2 separate regions of the Gossypium hirsutum genome follow, and region 1 is linked to region 2. Evidence: chromatin contacts called from public Hi-C data. All regions are on one chromosome and are shown on one strand. Each heading gives the region's core, a stretch centred on a gene start, on an enhancer-like site or on the middle of the called end of the contact. The rest is flanking DNA. Distances are from core to core; before and after follow the strand shown.

Region 1 (3,593 bases), core at 223-2,722, 330 kb before region 2:
AAAATTTCAAACGCAGTGTAAACTCTGGGTAGGTTATCCTTGCAGTAATTAAAATTTACTATCTCTTTGAACCTTTTATGATAAAGAAGACAATGTTGAAAAGAAAACAAGAAGAACCTCTTTCTGAGTGACAGTTTCATCCAGTAAGGAAGAAGTATTCTCTAAAGCCTCTGTTTGAATGTCAATTCCATAAACACGACCATGACCAGATTCATCAGCAACCATTTTAAGCATTGCTACGGTATCATAACCATTCCCACATGTGGCATCTATGACAATATCCCCTTTATGCAGGACATGCCTCCAAACCCTGGCCAGTAATGGAAATAACATTATTTAAAAGAAATATGTATACGAAGTTGAGCACCATTGCTGAGAAGTATATGGAAATTTACCATGCAAGATTTCATGATATATAAAAAAAATTAGCATCCTTGGTATAAACAACAAAGACCAAAACTTAATTGTTAAGGAAATAGCACAAGAGGGCTTGTATCAGAAACAGGCTTCTCAGGTCCAAGTAAAATTAGATCATGCAGTTCAAAATCAGTGCAAACTTGAAGGGGAAAAATTGGAAGAAAGGATGCTGAAGAACAAAAAGATAGATTTCAGGAAGAACATCAAATTCCTATTGACACCATATAAATTTCTTTTTTTATCAATTTCAACATTTATACCCCACGAGCACTGAATTCCCATTCGCACTTCTTGATATAGTATCACTAAATTCTGGCCATACCTTTATTACTATCATATCTTATTAAACCACGTTCAATATAACATCAAGAACAAGAAGCTGCTTCAGTTTACACAGTTTCCCAGCATGTAAACCACCAACATTTATAACAGAGACATCGAATTTACAATAATGTTCTAGGAAACCTAAAAGGTCCAACAGTCCCGATTAACCACGGACTATATACTAGCAGATAGAGTACAGTTTTAAACATTACATTAAAAAATTAAAAGAAATCAGAGAGATAGAGAAAGAAAACAAAAAAGGGAAGTTAAGTACCTACAAATGAGCCACTTCTGTTGCTTTCTTCTTCCCAAAAATATAACCAACCAACTCATCCTCTAACCCTGAAATTGTATCACGAAAGATAAGTCCTTTTATTTAAATTTCACATCCAAAAAGCAGCGAATATCAACAATAGTAATAGTAAATACCAGAAAGTGGAGAGCTGTTTGAGGTGCCTCCATTGGTATGAAGAAGGGAATTGGTAGAGCAACAAAGAGTCTTACAGGGTTTTCTGACTGATGAGGAGAAGGAAGAGAAACTGAATAATAATGATTTGGTTTGAACAAGGATTGTGTTTGATAACATTGGGTTAAAGCGTGAGCTAAACCTCAAAGCTGACATTGTTACTTCTGTGAGCCTCAGACTTGTTTTTGTTTCAGTTCAGTAGTCGGGGGAGGCCGTGGAGAAAGGGAAGGATAATAACTACAAAATGGATCAGTCTAAGGGTAATATCCGTAAGATCTTTAGAACCCAGCTGATGGTGAAATTGAGTAAACCATCAGTTTTTTTTTTACCCATCCGATTTAATTAAATAAATCATTTAAAAATTATAAAAATAAAAAAATTTAATATAATTATCAATGTAATTGATTCACAAAATCAATCTATTTAATCCCTTATTCTAAACCAACATTCGATCCTATTCTCAAAACAGTGAAAATACCAATAATTCAAGTATAAATATATATATTGACATCAGTGATTGTTTGAACTCCATAAAATAAATTTAAGTAATTGCATCTTTCATAATTAAAAAAATAATTGTTTAGAAATGTTTAATGTAATTATATCATAATTTTTTCTTTTTTAAATAATACCCGCATAATTTTAAACTTTAAAAATTAATATTAATTATTATAAAAAAAATTTACCAATAATATTCTTTAAGCCAGTAACAAAACTTAAAACTAAATAATTGTGTGTAATATATTAGTCCAAAAAGCTATTGAACAATAGTCAATTGAATTTTGAAATTGGTATGAACATTGCTCTCAATACAGGAGCACGTGATTTTGAGTGAGCTGAAGCGTATTATCCTACTATTTATAGGTTAAAAGAGGTTTATGGGTCGATTGAGTTTTATCTCAATTGGCACTGATATTGTTGTCAATACAAGAGGATGTAGGTTTGAGTGCGCTGAAGCGCATTATCTCTCTATTTATAGATTAAAATGCATTATAAGTAGTATAAAATATTGTGTCAAAAAGAGCAGATTAAATCAAAACTTATAATTGTGTAAGTCAAAATGTATAAAAACTCATCTCTCGTCAATAAAAATTTCAAATTGTTTAAATAAGATTAATAAAATAACATATAAATATATTTTAAAAATAAAACACATATTCTAAAATTAAAATTAAAGAATTATTATTGTATAAAAATAACTTATTAAATTTAGATAATTTACTAAATGCACCATTAATATCACGAATTAACTAAAACTATACTAGTCTCAAACATTTTCATTAGAAGGAAGCCTAATTACTTACTTGCATGCTTTCTTTAAGTGTTAATAGCAAAATTCACCCCTATACTTTATCAAATTTATAAACGTGATATCTTTACTTTCAAAATATTTTAATGTGATATTTTTACATTAATTTCTATTTATTAATCTGGCACCTCCATCTAACGATGTTAAATTTTGACTTGTCAAGACATGTTACACAATTGTAAGGTGCTACGTGTCATTTTTCTCAAAAAAATTAATTTCAAAATATGCTAAGGACCTCAACTTAAAAAACCCAAATTCTTTTTTCACAAAAAAAATTAAAAAATTTCTCTCCTCAAGGGATAACCCCCCAAATCTCTCTTCATCCTTCTAGAGTTTGTTACGTCAATTTGTCGCCGCCACTCTTCCGGTCACCTTCTCCGATAGTGGTTCCAGCAGTTTCTTCCTCCCCTGATTTTTTTTGGGCTTTCTACTTCCCGTTCTATTCAAGCGATGGGAGTTTCAATCGATGGAACTTTTTTCTTGAATAGTTTTTTCTCTTTTTAAAGCATCTTGCTTATGAATCGAAAAAAATATTACAGCTTTTGATGGGGTAAGAGTCGAGGACTTGCATATGGGTCTTGATGGTAACATTAGGGAACATTTTTAATAATAACTCGATGGTGAAAAATAATAATAAGTCATTAATGAAGCAATAAGAGCACTCGGATTGTGAATCTAAAAGAGCCATTATGAATGCCCTAGAATCGTTGAATCAAAAGGGAAACAATGGGTTCATAAGTAGAATTTGATATGATTGATTCCCATAAATCTAAAGGGATGAGTTGAGAAGAGAGAAACAAAGAATAGAAGAGAAGAGGAGAGACCAGAATTTCATTTACTAACAAATTGACTAAGTTCTTCCTGGCTGTTCTCTATGCTAAAAAGCCAAGGAAGACGTTATAGGGAAATTGAAAATCAATTATGGCTGTTACAATGACAGTTGAGACTCAAAACGCACAATTTAATTAAACGGCAAACACGCCATAACCTAGTTTCAACGCACCGTTTTGACCTTTAAAATGAAACTAATTGTTTCACTTAATACTAGATTCTAAACGTTGTGTTTAAACAACTGAA
Region 2 (3,271 bases), core at 772-3,271:
AAGAATACCAGAATGATATTGACAGCAAGTTATACACTTACATCCGAACTCCTATGTTCTCTTGAGCGAGGAGTACCAAATGTATCATCACTTCCTCCACTGTCTAGCGTAACTCCACTTTCTGCAATATAGCAACAAAAGAAATTTAATTGAATAACAGAAGGAAAACATAAACACAGCAAGAGCATAAAAAAGAAAAGGAAAAAAATGTCCTCCAGACACAAGGGGCATCAGGGCTTGTTAAAACAAGGGATTACTAGTGAAAAAGGTATATACTATCAGAATCACCATGTTTGACCCCTGCCCCCACTAAAAATAAAAAAACAAAAAAATTCCGCCAGACCCCAACCTTTTCTTCCACACTAAAGGCAAATGACGAACACTAAACACAAGGTTAAGAAAGCGTGAGTTGAAAATCCATCTTAATTCTTAAATCTTAAATGTCAAAACTGGTCATCAGCATGCAAACGACTTGGCTGTATAACTTCCGCAATAAGTTATGCTGTCATCATACTATGCCTCAAATCAAATATATAGGTTACCCATCCACAGAGAGAAATGCATGTATAGGCATAAATAACATCATCTCCTTCTGCCAAATACATTAGACAGTTTGTGGAGAGGAGAGACCAAAAAACAATCATTAATTGTAAGAACAGATTACGCCTGGCCTATATGCTTCTATGCCACCTTAACTAGAAACTATTTCACAGGATTGATTGCCAAATACTCAAGCATGCACTTAAACATCAAGTTTTGAACCAAAAAAATTGGAGCCAAGGGAATAGGAACAATAAATCTTCTCATTATCAGCATATGATGATTTAGTTATGTTGCTGCTTACTATAAAAGTTTTACATTTAAAAAAGAAAAAACGGTTTCTTAATTAAAAACCATTACTAAGCTTATTAAAGACAAAATAAAAATAAAAAGCTTACCAGAATTAGTTGTTTCACTAGCTGTCTTATCACGATAGCGTCTGTTAGTGTGGCTTCGGCTGCCATTTGTAACAGTACTCCTAGTTTCTTCAACTCCAGAAGATTCAAACCCCTCATCCACATCAACAGATGCCGCAATGCAGGTTATTTTTTCTTTTGGAACCTTGAATCCATCATCAACTTTAGGATTTCCTTGCTTCTCTCTAGCACCAACGTCCAAACCTAATAACTTAAAAAAATTCAATCAACAAACAGAAGGCGAATTGGAGGCAGAAATACCTTAAAGAAACATTCAACTGCATGCTGTAATGGTATCCATAGGAAGAAGAAAACGGTAAGGTATTACAGATAATTTAAAATGTAAAAGTGCCAAGCAAATTTGGGCAACAGAACTAAAATGTCATTACTTTTTTTTTCTCTTTTTTTAGACAAAGAGAGAATTGAATAGAATCATGGGTCATGGTAAGATATCAGAGAAAACAGAGCGGTGAAAGTACTCTCAAGAACAAAACCATCAGAACAGACCGTACACGGAGGAGCAATTATTACTATGAAAGCTGAATAAGAGCACAAAAAACACTACTTTAAAGACAGTTTGCTATCCAAAGTCACAGAAAACATAGCTAAGTAGAAGAAAACCAAAAGAATCAGGTCATCTAAAAATTTCACCCCCAAACCCTAAATTGATACTTGCACATGAACAAGATTTTGAAAGTGAAGCGGCAAGACTACTAGCAAACTTACTCATAGTTAATCTATACAATAAGGTTGAGATGAATGATATATCCTTCGTTTCCCGAACTCAGCAATTTGGGATGCAGTACCCAACACGATCCGACAGGGATTCCAACACGGGATACGGGTCAGATCCGGAAAAAAACAGCGGACACGGCGGTGTGGGAGAACTGAGATGAGAAGAGAAGAAAAGGAACAAAAAAAAATTGATTTGCCGAGACGAGATGGAGATGGACGATGGTAGGATGAAGATGACGATAGAAGAAGGGAAAAGACTTTAAATAATTGAAAAAAAGAACTTCCCGTGTAATGAATGCAGTACCCTATATTTGTATTTGGTTTAAATATGTGAGAGGTGCCTATACTCTTTTGAAATTTAAAAGGACGTCTCTACATTTTAGTTTTGAGATATTAAATTTTTTATTTTTTTAATTTAAAAAACTTTATTTCTTTATCTAATTTTGCGGTTAAATTATTAATGTAGCAATTAAAAAATGGTAAAATAATTTTGTAGTCTTCAAAGTTTATAATTTTTATTAATTTGGTTTTATAATTTTTACTAATTTAGTCGTTATTTTTTAAAAGTATATAAATATTATAAAAAAATTTTAAAGTTCAAAAAAATTAAAATCTTTTAAAATTCATTTTAAAATTTTATATCATGAAGAATATAAAAATTTTCAAAATTTAGAAAAATATATATTATTTACTCTTTAAATAATAATTAGAAATGTTCACTAGTAGTAGAACCCACCTAGCCCAAAATAGGGTTAGGCTTAGATTTATATTTTTTAACCTTAGGCTAGCCGAACTCAGCTTGTTTTACCATTTAAAATAATAAAAATGTAAACAAGTTATATTGATATTTTTTTAATAATTAAATTTAAATATAATTTTTTTATTGTTTTTAAACAATGAAATGAGTGATTCAAGTAAAGCGAGCTTGAAGTTGGAAAAGTTTTTGAAATTAGGCATTGGCATAACCTGGTCTGGCTTGGCCCACTAATATTTTTAATGGTAATAAAACTTTTGCAAAGTTTGAGCTATTCAATCAATTCTTATTCGATCACGGCGAGGGGCAAGGCAAAATAGAAAAACTCACATTGGGTTTAAGCATATTCAGGCTTGAACTGATACTTCCAACACGTCAAGGTGACACTCTACCGCTGAGTTATCTCCTTTTCCCACCCTCATCAAGAAATAGAACTGACTAATCCTAAGCCAAAGGATTAGGTAACTCAACAATGCTACTACTATTGAACAACTTGGCACAACTGGGGTATCCTAGATGTAATACCTCCTACCAGTATTCATTGCCAGAATAGGGTATGAGGCATTGCCGGAGTTTACAAATTAATTTTTTTACTCAATATAGCCCCTTTATAAATATTTAACCTTCCCTGCAATATTAAACCGAGACTAATCCACATCAACCAATCCAATTCAACATATTTTCAAGATAGATTCATGCATTTTTATAAGATAACCTCATCACATACCAAAACCAAGATTTGTTAGCCATACCAATAGCTGACCTTACATTCATATCACATTAACATTTACTTTATTAGCTTATACATGCCATTGATTTCCAAAAT

Evidence for each region. Hi-C and Micro-C count contacts between places; a contact is called where the count stands out from the background.
Region 1: a Hi-C map of leaf shows a contact between it and region 2, with 3 times the contacts expected there. The contact joins the promoter of LOC107894357 here to the promoter of LOC121202928 in region 2. A contact is called at or near these places in 2 of 34 Hi-C or Micro-C datasets (both in leaf).

What each region holds. Positions count from the first base shown.
Region 1 is chrA13:89,045,270-89,048,862 of Gossypium_hirsutum_v2.1, reverse strand. LOC107894357 (putative rRNA methylase YtqB) reads right to left here and starts at 1,472. Exons shown (of 5, transcript XM_041084788.1): 1 at 1,171-1,472; 2 at 1,020-1,083; 3 at 79-310. The coding sequence starts at 1,363.
Region 2 is chrA13:88,718,929-88,722,199 of Gossypium_hirsutum_v2.1, reverse strand. LOC121202928 (pre-mRNA-splicing factor ATP-dependent RNA helicase DEAH7) reads right to left here and starts at 2,021. Exons shown (of 15, transcript XM_041085144.1): 1 at 1,683-2,021; 2 at 939-1,160; 3 at 42-121. The coding sequence starts at 1,686.